Regions from separate parts of the Mus musculus genome. Here region 1 is linked to region 2. Evidence: chromatin contacts called from public Hi-C data. All regions are on one chromosome and are shown on one strand. Each heading gives the region's core, a stretch centred on a gene start, on an enhancer-like site or on the middle of the called end of the contact. The rest is flanking DNA. Distances are from core to core; before and after follow the strand shown. Region 1 holds the start of Gria2 (glutamate receptor, ionotropic, AMPA2 (alpha 2)). Region 2 has its middle 420 kb from the start of Gm36569.

Region 1 (4,357 bases), core at 1,041-3,540, 490 kb before region 2:
ACTGCCCTTGAATTTCAAATAGGTTAAAATGAAAGCTGCTTTCGAAGAGTCCCTTTATTTTAAATTTTAATTTGCTTGCCAGACACATTAATAGTATCATACATTTTTTCCATAATCAAGCTCCTGTCCCTTTATCATCAACTATCATCCCAGAGCACTTTGGATGAGACCGAAGATGCTCTGGTGGCAGACATTGAACAGCAAGTATAAGAAGCATGTTACTGAGACATTTTCCTTGCTGTATCTGTTGACCTGGTTCTATTAGAAGTTCATAAACTTCAAACCACTCTTGTGCTGGGTGTCAGAAGTAGAGGTGAAAATGTGTGTAATTTGTTTGATTATTCTTTATGTAACAAGTTGGGGTATTTATAATTCTTGTTTTACCTATAATTGTATTCTTATTGATTTTCTACAAGGCTTTGTATGTTCCTATTTAGAGGACCTGTTTAAATGAATGTGAAATTTTTGATTCACAGGTGAGATGAATTATTGGTTATAAAAAGAAGGTATTTTCACCCAGAATATGTCAGCTTATAACTTTAGTATATTATACATATGTTATGCATTCTTGCCTTAGGAACAAACACCCCCCTCCCACACACACACGCACACACACACACACACACACACACACACACACACACACACAAACACAGACAGAGGGGGAAACAGGGGAGGAGAAAGAGAGTGAGTAACAGAGGGGGTGGAGAATGACTTAAAATCACAAGCTTACAATATTTGGAAGTCACGGGTATTACTTTGCTTTTTTGCTTTTCTTCATTCCTTCTCATTTTCATGAGAAACATGTATTTTAAAATTTGTTTTAATAAATAGGGACTTTTAGACCCAGTGACTAAGGCAAAGTATGATTTATGATGGTTAAAAACCATGTGTGATATTAAAGTCACATTTTCTCCATAAGGTTTAACTATGGTGTGCTTTCATGCACTTTGGGCCATCAGCCAGTTTTCCCTTTGATGCTGTCAGCTTCAATCTCCTGGCTCCTGGCAACAGATCTCTGAAATGAGACCTCTTTCATTTCTCTGTTTAAAACAAAACACATACAATTTGGTAAAGAATTTCTGAGGCTGCAGAGAGACTTGCCACGCAGGTATATAGAGATGGCTTGGCATGAAGTGGAGTTTTGAACATAGATTTCACAGGCATATACAATCATCGCTATGCTTTACCAAGCCCCTTCTCACAAACTTTAATTTTTAATGTATTCGTTACAATCCAGATACCCAAGCAGGCTCGGTGTAATGAGGTAACCTACTTCCTTGAGGCAGTGATTATTTTTGAAACTTAAGGCCATAATGTAATGGGGTATCTGGTTTGTAACTAAGAGTGATACATCCATTCTAGACTACTACCCCCCCCCCCCCCCCCGCAGAAACCTACGGTTCTTTCAATCTCTATACAAAACGGACATCTAAGAGCCAAGTCTACATGACTCTACAGCAGGGGGGAGTCTGCACTGTAGTACAAGAGCAATCCACAGGCAATGTGGCTTGAACAATCGAACCACTATCCAAAGGGGCATACTCTAAAGATGGATTCCTACACGAAGTCTTTCAAAGGTTTGATCGAGTTACCCGGGTCTTGGCATCCTTTTATAGTTAAGGATAGAATTTTGGGTTTCCCTGAGATTATGCTTGCATTATAGGAAGCTAAAGTTCACGATTTTGGGAGTTGTCCCTTCAGGGAGTATTTTGTTTGCTTTTTATCTGGGTCAGCTGAGGCAGAAGGCAGTGTGTGGATACTGCTAAGTGGATTTTGAGACAATCAAATCATATTCGTTGTGCTCAATGTAAAACAGGGCCCTACGGAAGAAAGCTTCGCCGCCAACAGCAATTAGCAGTTCGGCTTCCTAGGCATAGCAACCGGAAATCAGTTTTGCAGCATTTGGATCTGGCTGGAACATCTCTGCAGCTACAGTAAACCCTGCAACCTCAGCCCATAGCAGGGACCAAAGCGCTGTCCGCGGTGCTAAAATCGAATGCGCAAGACTGGAGGTCTCTAAGAGGCACCAGGCTGCCCGGCTCTGAGCCGCGCTTTCTCGGCACCGCGCAGAAGCTGCCAGGGCTGTGCGGGGTGCGGGGCGCTGTGCGGGGGAGGGGTGGGTGCGCGAGCTCGCCGCCTGCCTCGAGTCGCGCACGCGCGCCCGGGACTGCCTGCCCCTCTCTGTGACTTTCCTGTGTGTGTGCGTGTGTGTGTGTGTATGTGTGTGTATGTGTGTGCGCGCGCGTGTGAGAGAGGAGAGAGGGAGAAGAGAGCTCGAGAGAGGGTGATTGTGTGAGTGCACGGGAGGGTGCTGATATTCCCAGACACCGGGACCACAGCAGCAGCTCAGCTAAAAACTGCATTCAGCCAGTCCTCGGACTTCAGGAGCAGGGACAGGACGCAGGCATCAACAGCCACCAGCTAAACCTGGGAGATAAGGATTCTTCTGCCTTCACTTCGTGGTTTTAGCAGCTCCTTGCTAAATTTCGACCTCAAAATGCAGAGGATCTAATTTGCTGAGGAAAACGGTCAAAGAAGGAAAAGGAGGAAAGGGAAACGAGGGGATATTTTGTGGATGCTCTACTTTTCTTGGAAATGCAAAAGATTATGCATATTTCTGTCCTCCTTTCTCCTGTTTTATGGGGACTGATTTTTGGTGTCTCTTCTAACAGCATACAGATAGGTAGGTACCTTTTGTGTTATGCCTTTGAATTGTGCATAATTTGGTGGTAATCTTTGTTCACAGTGTGCAAATTAATTCATGTCATGTAGACTTATGTCATACCTTGACTGCATTCCAGATTGAAACTACCTAGAATATACATGATTTTCTTAGGCTGAAGCAAAAAGAAATGACTATGCCTTTTGACACAATAGAGGGGAAAGGATCTGTTCATTTCTGACCGGGTACTGCGTTACTTCTGCCTTGAAGGCATCTCCTAGTGTGCTCAGATTTTCAGGGAAATGATCGCAAAGCTCAAGATTAAAAGGGAGAATCTTTTTGGTCTTTAGACTCTCCCCCTTGCCTTGGATCCGTTGAGCACCTTTTGGATCCTTGCTGCCCAACTCACTGATTACGTTTATTATAGCGGGTAGTGTGAATAAGAGACTCTGGGGCTGTTGGGTGCTAGCATCCCACTCTTATCTCTCCAGGGCTCTGACATCGTTCTCTTGCTTGCTGTTTATTTTTGCAGGGGGGCTATTTCCAAGGGGCGCTGATCAAGAATACAGTGCATTTCGGGTAGGGATGGTTCAGTTTTCCACTTCGGAGTTCAGACTGACACCCCATATCGACAATTTGGAGGTAGCCAACAGTTTCGCAGTCACCAATGCTTGTAAGTAATGAATATTCATATCTTTCCAGTGCTGCACAGGGACACAGGGAAAGCAAGCCTGTGAATGCCAGTGAAGGATGGTGTGCCTGTGTGTGTGTGTGTGTGTGTGTGTGTGTGTGTGTGTGTGTGTGTGTGTGTGTGTTGCTGGCTTGTCATGTGTGGGTGGGAGTGACTGAACACGCGCGTGCGTGTGAAGGTACAGCGAGAAGGTGGCTGTAATCTTTGGGACCCCCACTGACCGGCGGGCAGTGAAGTGGGGACAAAAGGCACTGAACAGTATGCGCAGTATGTGCACCCTAGAATCTGGGGTAGGGGTTGGACTTGGACTGTTCTTTCGAATTCAGGGGGTTCTTGCTTGATTCTGGCGCCTCTAAAGAGGATCTCCCAACCCCCTCCCTCTTGCGCGCCTATTGGCACTCTACCAAAAGAGAACACGCTGTTCCCCAGGGCGCGCTGTGGGACTGTTGGATAGATCTCATGCCTTAGTCCGGTAGCCTGGCAGGGCAGCTTCGACCTACAGTCCCCGCAAGCCCCACGTCGTCCTATTGCACGGGACAAGTTATTGCAATGGTTGAGGAGTTGGGCCCGGGGCTGTTACATAATGCCCACCCGAGGGGCGCGGGCACGAGACTGACGCAGGCCCTGACTGGCTTGTGTGAGCGGGCATGGAAGGGATGCTAAGAGAATGGAGACCCCGAAGGGCTGAGAATGCGGGCAGCGGGGGATGAGGCTGTTGATGGGGATGCCTACCAGATACAAACCTCAACCTGATCGCCGGCAGAGCAGGGATGAGGAAGGCGGGGAACAGAAGCTAGGTGCATTCTCAGTTCCCTGAAGCTACGCCCAAGTAGAGGCGAGGGTGGCCTGAGTGCTCACCAGCCGCGCGTGCTTTGTTCCAGGGTCGCAGGCTCAGGCAAAGGCGACTGGAGACTGAGGATGACTCGGAAGCGATTGCATCCGGCTGAGTTTTAAAATTTGAAGAAGTCGCAGACCAGCCATTTTAGCTTTTGTAGTTTTCA
Region 2 (4,104 bases), core at 482-2,981:
TTATCAACAAAAGCATCAGACTTTAAGTAAAGAATTAGCTTAAGAAATCTTGAAGAGAAAACTTCATCATCAATCGCATGAAAACTGAAGTTGAGGCTTTCTAATCCCCAGCCTCAAGTCTTTATCACTTTCCTTCTTCAGACTCATTAATTTAGTCTTAAGGTCCTGAATTTCACATCAACACCTTTTCACATTTTGGAAGTTTCATAAGCATATAAATCATTAATTCAGTTCTTTATCAGTCCTTGGAAACTGCAGTGATCATGGCTGTCTTAACTTCACTTAGGCTTTCTTTCATCATTCTCCTCTGGAAAGATTCACACTAGCAAAATCAACCCCCCCACCTCCCCTACCCACCCCCATCCCGCTTGGCAGAGTGCTGTTAGAAAAGAAAAATGACTCCCCTCACCTTGCATCCAAGGACATGACTACAAATCAAGTGGTTTTTGTTTTTTGTCCGAATTCTCCTATATTACAAATGATTTCAATCTTTTGGTAGTTCAAAGCAAGTATTGTGTGAAAGCAACTTCTATAAACATGTTTCTAGTCATGTGTAGACAGGGAGATAAGGAACTGTGAGAGTTGGCTTTTCAAGAAGGTGACAAAATATCTTATATAATCCACTTGAAATAGATGAAATAACTAGTGGTTGCACAGCTCACAGAGCAAGTTAGTTGGCCATATTGCTTTGAGCCTATGGTAGAGCAGGAAGCACGTGACAGAGTAAATCTTCCCTCTACATCATAACCATGGAACAAAGAGAGAAATGGACAAGAGCTTGTATCCACAATCCCCTTCAAAGGAGCACTCCAGTGACCTGACCCTCCTATAATATTCTATCCCCCACTAACACCACAGTCTGGTGACTAAGCCTTTAGCAATTTTGCCTTTGGGATGCCTTCAGATTCCAGTTAGTATTTACTCATTCAAAGAGTCTATGGTTCTGTGCTGGGAACATTCCCAGAGTCTGAGTGTTTCCAGTTGTTCCATAAAATCCGGTGGCTGCTATAGTACATAGACACTTCTCTTACTCCCCAAAAGCAAGGCTCTGAATTCTTAGCAGGTTAGGCTCTGGTTAAGTAGTTTCTCTGAGAGAAAGCCTACCAAAGAAGGAATGGTTACTGATTTTCATGCAAGTAAGAGGGTTTCCTGCCCTCGCCAAGAACACTAGGTGAGACTCCTGTGATTAAGCACACACACACACACACACACACACACACACACTATCAATGGCTGGAACTTCACACTCTCATTCCTCTACACTGAGCCCCTATAAAGTCATCAGTTCCACACATTCACCTGTCTCCTTTTCACTCTCTGCTCTTGGGAGCAAATGTGTGCTCTATAATTTCATTATGCGTATAATTCTATAATAAACTTCTATCCAAAATGCAAAATCTACCTTCCTTCATTGTGTACTATGCAGCACAAAATGCATCGAGTACATATCTGTTTTATTGTTATTTAAGCACTGTTTCTACAGGGCACATTGACAACATTATAATTTCTAATGAATGAGGTGGGCCATCTAGGAGAAGGCACTTTAAATATGGGTGCCTGCCTATACTATCATAAATGCTACAAAAATACTAAGAAAATGTATAAATCATTCCATTTATAAATTTATAAGTGATTCTCTTCTTGCCTATTTTTAATCCTCAGTGCATTCAATAGAGTGCTTTGTACTTTATATATCTTTCTGACTTTAATGTGTCTGAAGCCACACTGTATTCCTGTTTCCATGGCCACATCCTAGCACACAATTTGGTATTCATAAGAAATATATGTTAGAGAGTTGGACCCGAGTTTTCTGAATTTATTTTTCCCCTGGGAGTGAAAGCAGGGATTGAAATGGAACTGTTTTGCACACCCCTCAACTGCACAGCACTGGAAAGCCAAGTGAAGTCAAGGTTTTAGTGAGTGCTGATTACGCACTCCACTGGCTGAGGAGATTGCTTCTGCTTTCTCCCCATGTGTTCTGCGAGTGTGATAGGCAATTCCCCTTCTTCATGCTTCCCTATTGATGATATTTCCAACCTCACTTTGTTTCTCATACCCAAAGGTACATAGAATAGATAAAATAGAGAGCCGTGAGTCATGCTGATAGAATTGTGATAGAAAAATGGAGCATGGGTGAAGAGGAAGGGAGAAAGAAAGGTGAGAACAGAACACACCGGAGCGTGGAGACATGCACGTCTTGACATCAGGCAACTTTGATGCTGCCAGGGAAATAGGGGTCAACTGTGGGATTGGAAAGTGGATCACATTCAAGCTGCGGTGCCAGGAGATAATCAATGGCTGTTAGAAGAGGCTTCAAAGTAACAGAGAGGTTAAGCAATACCATCCTGCCTCACAGTATCCCAGGAGAAGCCTGAGCTTTGGTGGTTCTTGAAGACTGGAGAACTGAGCAGTGAGGGTTCAAATTATGACAGTTATACAGGTGTGAATCTTGTCACTATTAAAGTGGAGAATGTGTACTAGCAAGTTTATTTTTGAAATACTCACTATAATTTTCTAATTTCCTAAAAAGCGCCCTCTAACTTACTTTTGTGTATTGGAGTTTTGCTCTGTCCAGGAAGGGGCTGGGGAGCACAGAAAGCTTAATTGACAGCGCTGTGTTCATTGAAGCCAGAGTTGTTGGCCTTTGATGCGTGAAACCTCTGGCATTTAACCAGTGACCCTGAAACAAGGCCAAAACTCAACCCCAAATGTCAGCACAGAGAAAGGCCAGGTATTTCATGAAAAATTTGCTTATGAATTTTACATGTAAGGATCATGTTTTCTGGTCATTTAAAACGTTCTCCCCTCACCTTTATTTACTGTAACCTTTAATATTTCAAAGATAGTCTAGCCATTTGTTAGTCAAATTCAAGGAAGTCTTATGAATATTGATTCCTGAAATGTTATCATTTTACCAATACAGAAGTATTTTCTAAATGTAAAAATTAATTCTAAAGTACTTAACCTAATACCCAGATAAGCTCTCTGGTCTCTTTATCACATACTCCTTTGAAATCATATTTCAATATTGTTTTAGTAGGAGAATTAGAGAATTATTTTTTGAAGGTCAACACTATCCTTAGGGATTTTGGTTTTTTGTTTTTTGGTTTTTTTCTTATTTGCTTTACATCCCATTCACTGTCCCCTTTCTCGCCACCCCTTTCCAAGATCCTTTCCCCCATTATCTCCCATCCCCTTCTCAGACCAAGTTGGGGCACTCTGGGTATCCTCCCCCTACACTCCCACATCTAGTTTTTGTGAGGCTAAGCACATTCTCTTCCACTTAGTCCAGACAAGGCAGCTTACCTAGAAGAACATATTCCACATACAGGCAACACCCTTTGGAACAGTTCCCACTTCAGTTGTTTCAGACCCACATGAAAACCAGGCTTCATATCTGTCACATATATACAGGAAGTCCTAGGTCCAGTCTGTGTATGTTCATTGGTTGGTGGTCTCTAAGAACCCCAATGGTCCAGGTTAGTTGACTCTGTTTTTCTTCCCATGGAGTTCTTATCCCCTTAGAGGCTGCAATCCGTCCTCCCATTCTTCCATAAGAGTCCCCAAGCACGATCCACTGTGTGACTGTGGCTGTAAAGAGAATCACTAGTCAGGTGCTTTGAGCAATGTTTTGTACTGAAAACAGAAATTTAGATTCTAAAGATTCTCTAAAGCTAACAGACAGAAAAACATGAATAACTTTGCAAATCCTTATTCAATTTTAAAGCAAAAGTTTGCCGTTGAATGCTACTTTAATTAGATTAACTATAATCAATTAACTAGAATTTTGAGGTTTTATTATTACAGAAAAAGAAAGGAAGGGAGGAAGGAAGAAACTGTATGCTACTTCTTTCCCTGACCCTTTCTCTGCCCCTCCTAAAGTATGAAGAAAAAGGGAGTATTGCTAGTTTCCATCAGGTCTCTGGAAGCATTTGGATCTTCAATCTAAATTCTTTCATCTAAATTAAAAAATATCAGTAGCACAAAAAAAGAAACAAAAAGCATTTACCAAACAATAACAAAAAAAAAAAACCCACTACAAGACCAACAAAACTCCCATTATCTTTAAACAGACCTTAGCTATAATGATGACGCACACTATGT

Evidence for each region. A called contact is a pair of places that touch in the nucleus more often than the background predicts.
Region 1: a Hi-C map of embryonic fibroblasts shows a contact between it and region 2, with 2.9 times the contacts expected there. The contact joins the promoter of Gria2 here to the enhancer-like site in region 2. A contact is called at or near these places in 7 of 39 promoter capture datasets (the 3T3-L1 cell line, embryonic stem cells, hippocampal neurons and 3 more), 2 of 15 datasets of contacts at CTCF or cohesin (large pre-B cells and pro-B cells), 2 of 484 Hi-C or Micro-C datasets (adipose-derived mesenchymal stem cells and embryonic fibroblasts), 6 of 115 datasets of contacts at active chromatin or transcription factors (acute myeloid leukemia, embryonic forebrain, forebrain and 3 more) and 1 of 9 other capture datasets (pancreatic islet).

Annotation. Positions count from the first base shown.
Region 1 is chr3:80,800,626-80,804,982 of GRCm38.p6, reverse strand. It overlaps Gria2 (glutamate receptor, ionotropic, AMPA2 (alpha 2)), which reads left to right and starts at 2,290. Exons shown (of 16, transcript NM_013540.4): 1 at 2,290-2,686; 2 at 3,198-3,338. The coding sequence starts at 2,599.
Region 2 is chr3:80,308,693-80,312,796 of GRCm38.p6, reverse strand. No RefSeq gene overlaps it. Among named protein-coding and RNA genes, the nearest start is that of Gm36569, 420 kb to the right of the region's middle. Within about 2 kb of position 1,731, at least 25 of the 459 cell types and tissues checked have an H3K27ac peak or open chromatin away from gene starts, as enhancers often do. A contact at or near this core is called in adipose-derived mesenchymal stem cells and embryonic fibroblasts, where this site is marked.